Linked DNA regions of Gossypium hirsutum: all the other regions are linked to region 1. A link is a contact called in public Hi-C data. All regions are on one chromosome and are shown on one strand. The core of a region is the stretch at or near the end of the contact, and the rest is flanking DNA. Distances in the headings are between cores, read along the strand shown.

Region 1 (2,729 bases), core at 95-2,594:
GGATTTGCTGCTGGATTTTTGTCAAAGTAAATCAGAGTGTGTTTAGGACTGACTTTACAATATCCATAAAGAAAAACTTTTAAGTGTAGTAAGGCAAATTCTCTTGTTTTCTGTCAGCTCTCAGCTTTTTTTAATGTAAAAATAAACCAAAGATTCCTTTCTTGAAGATAGAACAATATTGTTTTCCATGGAATCAGTTGGTTTTATTATAAACAAACAAATAACCTGAACTTCTTTCCTTGTATGAATTGAAACCCAGGATTGTGTCATTAGACTTTGAAGATGCTTCCATGTGGGAACAAACAAGGTTGTTCATGATTTAGATTTTTGCAGGTCGAAAGAAAGACCCCCAAATTGATAACTAATTCACCAGTCCAAGCTGATCTTTCTAGAAATATAAAGCTTATCGATGTAATCAATCAGTGGGCGTGAAGCTTTGATGTACCTTCTCATTTTCTTCTTTGCTGAATGATCTGTTTCGTTGAGTTTCAGCAAAAGTTGTTCCCTTGATGGAAGTGTATGCATTCCGGCAGAAACAGCAGTCCTTACCGCCCATGTGTGATACGGTGCACATACTTGAGCATAAGCCGTTGAAGCTGCGTTTCTCAATGAGTAATCCCTACAACAACAACAACAAAAAGAAAAGGTAAATTCAAGCAACAAGCACTTAGAGATGCTCACATTCAAGGATAATACCAGGATTCTCTCGAGAGAAAAATAAAGAGTTAAAAGATGGAAGCGCATATAACGTACTTGGATGACAAAAATTGTTCAAATAAAGCTCGTACGAGGTCAAGACCCTGTCTAACACGACGCAGATCTCGTGAAGGGCTTTTCTGTTTTTTCACTGTCCCATTACCTACATCTGCATCAACTATATTTTCTAGAGTGGCAAACCTCTTTGATGCTTCCACAAGATTACCTACCTGATTTAAACCATCCATCCATCATCAATTAATAAATTAAAGTTTCAGTGATAGGTTCCAAATAGAGAGGGGGGAAATCAAATAAACCTTGGCGACATACTCCATCTCCGCGAATTTGAAGGCGAGACCGAGGGAGTTAAAAAGAACAGAAACCAAAGAACAAGCATCGCAGAATTTATCCAACGGAAGCCCTTCATCCTTGGTTCCACACTGCGATAACTCTTCAAACGCCTGCGCTATTGTAAACAATGGAGTTTTGGTCGCCATTTTTAATGTCTTCCCTAGAGAATTGCCAAAATCATTCATCTGCTGCGAATGGGGTCATGCATCTTTTATTTATCTTTTAATTAAAAAGCCGTGTTCGTTTGAAAACCGTCCAAGGCTTTGAAGTTTCGGCATGGAAACAAGAATCGTGTTGCGTGCTGATGCTGTGAAATAAACACAGGTGTTCTGGGGAAGTCAAAAGATCACACTAGAAACACGATTTGCCTACGGAAATGAAGTTAGTAATAAATATAGGAAAATTCCAACATATTTTTCAACTCTTCTGGTTTGGACCAAATGTATCAACGTCATCCAATTCCAAACCCCAAATTCAGATTCTAAACATCATCTACTCTTTCCAAATTTAACATTTACTATTTATATTTTAATTTTAAAATATTTTTTATTCAAAAATCTTGAAGCTACTAAATTAACTTTTCAACCTCCAACATTTATAATTTTGACCCCTTTAAGATCACATAAAATTTTAATTTTTTTTAATATAAATTTTTTTAATCTTTTTTAAAATTTTAAATAAAAATAAAAATAATTAAAAACTCTTTAAATTTCAGAAAAATAAAAAATATAAATGATTTTAAAATATAAATTTTTCCCAAAATTCAATGTAGTCTAAATTAGATTGAACCAACCAATTAAACAATGAACCAACTAGGGTATCAAACCGAGAGGTAAAAAATCAGTTCAGCCATGAATTGATATAAATTGGTTGAACCGACAATTGAACAAATTTCAAACTAATTTGACCAATTGATTCCCAAAATGATCTATCTGACTGGTTAAGAGAAAAAAAATGTTAAAAATATAAAAATATTTTCAACTACCAATTTAACAAGTTTTTTAGCCAAATTCAACCAACCCAAACCAGCTTGTGGATCAACCAGTTTTTTACCTCTCACTAGATCGATACCTTAGTTGATTATTAATTCAATTGGTTTGATCCGATTAAGATAAATTTGATTTTTTTATATTTTAAAAATACTTTAATTTTTTTAATTTTTAAGAGTGTTAAATTTTCTTTTCATTTTTTTAAAAATTGGGTTAAATCTAATTTTAGTACTCAAATTTATCTATTTTTTTCAGATTGGTACTTAAATTTTTTTTCCATCAATTAAATTAATATTTGAGTCTAATGTAAGATTATGACATGTAATATAAATTACATCATGTTGATATCATAATCTAAAAGAAATAATTTTTTTTCTTTTTGACTTTTCTCTCCCGTTTCCGCTCTCTTCTGCCGTTTTCAACTAAAAATCAATTTTTATTTTCCAATAGCCAAAAACCAATATCCAAAAAAATCCCAAATCTTAATCCCCAATTTTGTTTCTTCTTCTTCATCATCTTCTCTCAACCGAAGTTGTTGCCTCTATCACCGTCGGCGGTTGGCCTCCTTACTTTTATTTTTTCTTCTTCCTTTAATGAACCCTAGTTGCCGCCATCTTAGCTCCAATCAAGCACCATCAAAACACTCCTTTCCGCCACTTCTCTTCAAATCGTCGATTAGTTTTCCAAGAATCC
Region 2 (2,729 bases), core at 85-2,584, 230 kb before region 1:
TTCAAATATAAAGCTAAGATATATATATAATATTTTAAAATTTGATTTTCTACGATAAAAATGTTAATGATTTAAACCTTTTTATCTAACGGTATGTATGAGATGAAAAAATAATATAATTTATTTAATTAATAGGATCGATCGATGACAAGATAGAAAGAATTCATAAAATAATTTTGTAGAGAAATTATAGAAAAGTAAAAATTCCTGCCATTAATAAAACACGTACACTTTGCCTTGAAAAGATGCTATTGGGAGGCAACCTACAAAAGTTTGGACGATGGTGTTTTTGACTCCACTACATCACATGTCTCTCAATTCGTCAACAATATTAGGCCTCATTTTCTAAAGTAAACTTTCCTTTACATATTGCCGGCCTACACATATGCTTATATCATAACATCGATAGTGCTTCAATATCTATCTGTCCTTCAACCCCCCCCCCCCGCCCCAAAGAACTTCCCCCCTTGCACTTAGATTGTGCCTAAAATAGAAGGAGTACGTTCTAGCTCGCTCACACTTTAAGATTCAAGCCCTCCGCAAGTCACCGGCATTATGACTATGTATTTTAGACCTAGAATTTGTGACATAAAGTTCAATGTATGTCATTCTTTTAGTGGGTGACGGTTCTAAGGGTCTTGCAAAGGTAGTGGAGATGAGACAATGAAATTACCCATCGGGAGGATGGATTCCAATGTGAAATGATTAATAGATATAGCTATGGAATGGTGAAGTATGAGAAACAATATTAAAAAAAAGACTAGAGGCCTCCTTTGACTTCTGTTTTAATTAATAATATTGAGAGAGGATGACCGAAAGTCCTTTATGTAAATAATTTATCATAGCTACGTCAAAATCACATGTTTTTCCTTCGTAATTAAGCCGATCAGAATTTGTTCAAACCTTAGATAAAGGTATTTTATGTTTGGATTTTAATATGGAATAAAATATTATTTAAGGTTATTTATTGCATATAATAATATCTTCAATTAATATAATATGTACTACCTTTCAAAAAAATACATATATAATATTTACTAATTTAAAAAAAAATGTTGTGGCCCCAAATAAAGCTATAATTCACAAACAAGCCATCAAGATTGAAAGTGCTTTACAACGAAGATGAGTCAAAGCATCCCACAATTCAGCAAAAACGTTGGCTCGACTCTGACCCCCACACGCTTTGGTTCCACGTGAAGACATGTGGCTAGTACCCAATTTCCCACTTGGCAGTGAATTATGGGACAACATCTTCTCCTTTCATATTCTAATCTAACCACCCCTCTCGCTTTATTCTATCTTGTTTTCCTATATAAGCTGTCTAAAATATAACCAAGAATCCCAATCTATTACTTGTTTAACATATATAACTTGAGCGAGGAGAAGAAGAAGAAGAATGGCTACCATTGCAATGGATCCAAGTTTAAGCCTACAGATTGGGAGAGGCTCAAATCAACATGGAGCTGTGCCTGTGAAAGAAGAAATTCAAGGGCTGATTAAAGTGTACAAAGATGGACATGTGGAAAGACCACAGATTGTCCCATATGTTACCCGAGCATTGCCTCCGGAGTTGGGTGTGACAACGAAAGACTTTGTCATCGACAACTTCACAAATGTTTGGGCACGTTTTTATGTTCCAAAGTCAAACTGGAAGCTCCCTTTGGTGGTTTACTTCCATGGGGGAGGGTTTTGTCTTGGCTCTGCTGCTTGGAGTTGCTACCACGAGTTTCTAGGAAAACTAGCCGCCAAAGCTGGTTGCTTGATCGTCTCTATTAACTATCGTTTGGCGCCGGAAAACCCACTTCCTGCTGCTTATGAAGATGGGGTGAAGTGTCTCATGTGGCTAAAACAGGAAGCACTAAAGGGGTGCAGTGAATGGTGGTCTAAACAGTGCAATTTGTGTAGCGTCTTCTTAGCCGGTGATAGTGCTGGTGCTAATATTGCACATAATGTGGCAACGAGACTTAATTCAAATAATCTTTACCCTTTGACTCTTAAAGGTACTATCTTAATACAACCGTTTTTCGGAGGGGAAGCCCGTACAAATTCCGAAAAGAATATGGTCCAATCTCCTCGCTCTGCCCTCAGCCTACCAGCTTCGGATACATATTGGCGATTAGCATTGCCATGTGGCACCAACCGTGACCATCCATGGTGCAATCCATTGGGAAAGGGGTCAGCAAAAATGGAGGAGATGAAGCTTTTGCCTACCTTAGTGTGCATATCAGAGATGGACATATTGAGAGATAGGAACCTGGAGTATTGTGCTGCCTTGGGTAAAGCAGGAAAGAAGGTGGAGCATGTTTTATACAAAGGTGTTGGCCATGCATTTCAGGTTCTTAGCAAGTCTCAACTATCACAATCTCGAACAAATGAAATGATAGCTCGTGTCAAGGCCTTCGTTAATCGGTGATTATGGTCTTGTGTAAATCCATTTCCCAACTTTTTCGTTTAGTTTGTGTGCAATTGTCCCAAACCCCATAGCTAGTATACTGCTGACGAGGAAATACATGCAGCGCACATCTCTAAATACTGTGTATATAGACAAGTATAATTAACAGATATAGCTTTAAAGTGGTGGAGAAAAGCTATTTTTTGGGTTTGATTGATGGATATGTATGCGGTTCAATAGATTTAAAAAGAACATCAAAGAAAGACCGATTGCACTGTAATAAGCACTCACATATAATTTTATCTAGAGGTGACCGGCCTCAAATTCCATACATTTA
Region 3 (2,729 bases), core at 66-2,565, 180 kb after region 1:
ACCACCGGAGGCCACCTCCCAGACAGCCTCAATGGAAGCATGACCGAAGAGCCGGTACTAGGATAGTTTCTCTTATCATCTCCAGGAATAAGAGGGAACTGTTTTAGAACAATGTCCCTTTTATAATCAAACAATATGGATTTTTTGTTAGCGAATATGAATAGATTCCCATCTGGCAATAAATGCAAGAAAGGGTAAAGATTGTTCTCTTCAGGGTCCCTAGTTTCCACCAAGAAACGAAGGTAAAAGCTCTTGCTGTTGTTGAGGGCGTCATTTTTAGGGTAAAACTCGTAGGTAAAGACCCTTCTACCGCCAAGAATGATGATTCGTCCGTCAGGTAAAACTTGGTTAGTAGCGTACCATCGACGGTCGACAAGGCGAGTAGCGTTGAGTTCATTCCAGTCGCAGGCGACAGAGTCGGCGCTACATGGGGCGAAGGTGCGAATGACGTGGTCGCCTTCATTGAATCCGCCGGTTTGTATAAGGGTACCGTTGGGGTCGAGGGCACCGGAAGAGCAAAAGGTGTCTGTTAAGACGTGGAGGGGACGGAGAGTGTTGGATACGACATCGTAAAGGACAGAGTGGGTAGTGCAGTCGGTTTTAGGACAGAAGCTGCCGGGGGGTAATGAAATGTTGGAAGAGCCGAAATCCGTACGGTCAAAGATGACAACTTTGTTGTTTGGTAGGAGTTGGAGGTGCATGGCGGAGACGCCTACGCTTGATTGTAAGAGCTGCCAGTTACCCCCTGATACATTGGAGGAAGGCGAGGTTTGGTTGACCAAAAGCCATGGGTCAGCTTTAGATAACTTCAAGAAAGAATAAAGAATGCATAAAGAGGAGAAGATCATGAAAAGAGATGGATTCTTGAACCCCATTTTAGCTGGTTCTTGATGGCCAACCAGAGATTTTAACGGGAATTGATTGGTGTAGGAATATATTAGTATGGAAAGAGAAGAGATTGCAGCATGTGAAGCTGATGAGTTACAAAACACCGGATGTTTAGTATTAAAATTAGGGAAATATTAAAAAGAAAGAGATGCCGCTGCCTGTCAATGTTTGGAGGGGACTTATATGACACTGCGGAGTATATAGATGGGTTTGATTCATAGTGGCCAAGTTTGAGAAAACTTTGTAATGGCTGAGGAGTGCGGACTTTATTATTGTCTTCCAAGAGAGACAGCTTTTTAGTTTTTTTTCCTTTCAAGTAAGGGAATTGAAAATTTTGGAAAGAAAGCTTGTGATTGTAAAGGATGATTGCTTAAGTGTGGATTTAAATTGAAAATATATCTACGTGTGGGAATTAGGGTTTGTAATAATGGAAAATATGTTGCTTCATGGTCTGTGATTCCATTTTTGGAATCACCGGTCAACTCTTTGTGATATAAGATTTAAATTTGCATTTATGATTTAGGTTTACTATCTAAGTAACTCTTTAGCATTATTTTTAGAAAGTACAACTTTGAATTTTTACTAAATGTTTTTCAAACTAGAAAAATGCTTTAGAAAACAAAAGTGCTTTTCGACTTTCAAAAAAGTTTAATTACCTATTTCCTCTCATTTATCTCACTCAAAATAAGTTTTTTTTTTTCATTTCCATTTCTAAAACTATTTAAAATATAACATTAAAGCTTAAACCAAAACTTTTCATATTAAAGCTACAATTTTAGATTTAAAATTAAACTTTTCAAAAGCTAACTCTTGGCATTAGTATTTGGTGTTTAAGTTAATATATAATTTAGTATTTATGAGTATTGTTGTAGAAGGCATATAATAATGGAGAAGCTCGTGAATGTTTGTCGGATCAACGCGTAGGGGTGGTTTAACTTTCAATGGTTCATCGTTAGCGATGATGTTGGGTTGTGATTGAGAAGCTAACATGGTTAGCCAGGCTGGGCGAATCTTGATTCGTAACTTACAAGTGGCAAAGGGGTCCCCACCACTGTTGGATTTTTGTCTATCATATCGTAAGCGGCGGCCCGGTTAACATACGTATCTTTCACATGGCCTTATCAGTTTCATTTTGATAATTAATTTCAAGTTCTCTATCAAATATATAGATTACTAGTTTTTTTTTTTGAAAATGTTATATTTCAAAAATAATAAGATTGAAAAAGTAAAAGCAAAATAATTTCAATTTTTTATTTTTTGATATTTATTTGAAAATTGGTAATTTAATTTTAAAATTTATTTTAAAGAGGTTGATTGTATATGTCAATTAAAATATATTAAATTATATTCATATATATATTGTTAAACAATTATTTTACCCGTGTGAGATGCACTAATTTTTGTATCTATCAATTAAAATAAATTAAATCATTTTGTAATTTTTTAATAAATTTCATTAATTATTTATGGAAACTAAATTTAACTTTATAATTTTTTATACAATATTATGTTTTTATAACTATTTTTGTAAATATATAAATTTTATTAATGAATATATAAATATATATTAGATTAAGTGAATATTTATTGTTATCATATAATATATCGAAATACATGTATTTTTCAAAGCTATTTACAGACTTATAATACTTGCCAAATTATATGCATTTTTTTCTCAAATATGTGTGTTGGAATATACATATATATCTTAAAACCATGTTGAGCATATGTGTATTCATTGAAATTGTTAAGGCGTCCATTTATTGACTTATAAGTCACATCAAATTGAGTAATAATTATGGAAATAATTTGTAACTCCAATAATTCATCTACAACTAAAA

What was found. A called contact is a pair of places that touch in the nucleus more often than the background predicts.
Region 2: a contact with region 1 is called in a Hi-C map of leaf, with 2.3 times the contacts expected there. The contact joins the promoter of LOC107918910 here to the promoter of LOC107918971 in region 1. A contact is called at or near these places in 3 of 34 Hi-C or Micro-C datasets (anther and leaf).
Region 3: a Hi-C map of leaf shows a contact between it and region 1, with 2.3 times the contacts expected there. The contact joins the promoter of LOC107918779 here to the promoter of LOC107918971 in region 1. A contact is called at or near these places in 11 of 34 Hi-C or Micro-C datasets (cotyledon, leaf and petal).

Annotation. Positions count from the first base shown.
Region 1 is chrA12:95,472,567-95,475,295 of Gossypium_hirsutum_v2.1, reverse strand. LOC107918971 (ACD11 homolog protein) reads right to left here and starts at 1,344. Exons shown (of 3, transcript XM_016848527.2): 1 at 1,014-1,344; 2 at 754-926; 3 at 4-619. The coding sequence starts at 1,232. The coding sequence ends at 367. It overlaps LOC107918649 (a long non-coding RNA gene), which reads left to right and starts at 2,283. Exons shown (of 2, transcript XR_001690186.2): 1 at 2,283-2,729.
Region 2 is chrA12:95,698,061-95,700,789 of Gossypium_hirsutum_v2.1, reverse strand. It overlaps LOC107918910 (probable carboxylesterase 6), which reads left to right and starts at 1,334. Exons shown (of 1, transcript XM_016848483.2): 1 at 1,334-2,729. The coding sequence starts at 1,397. The coding sequence ends at 2,413.
Region 3 is chrA12:95,292,574-95,295,302 of Gossypium_hirsutum_v2.1, reverse strand. LOC107918779 (aldehyde oxidase GLOX) reads right to left here and starts at 1,315. Exons shown (of 1, transcript XM_016848361.2): 1 at 1-1,315. The coding sequence starts at 875.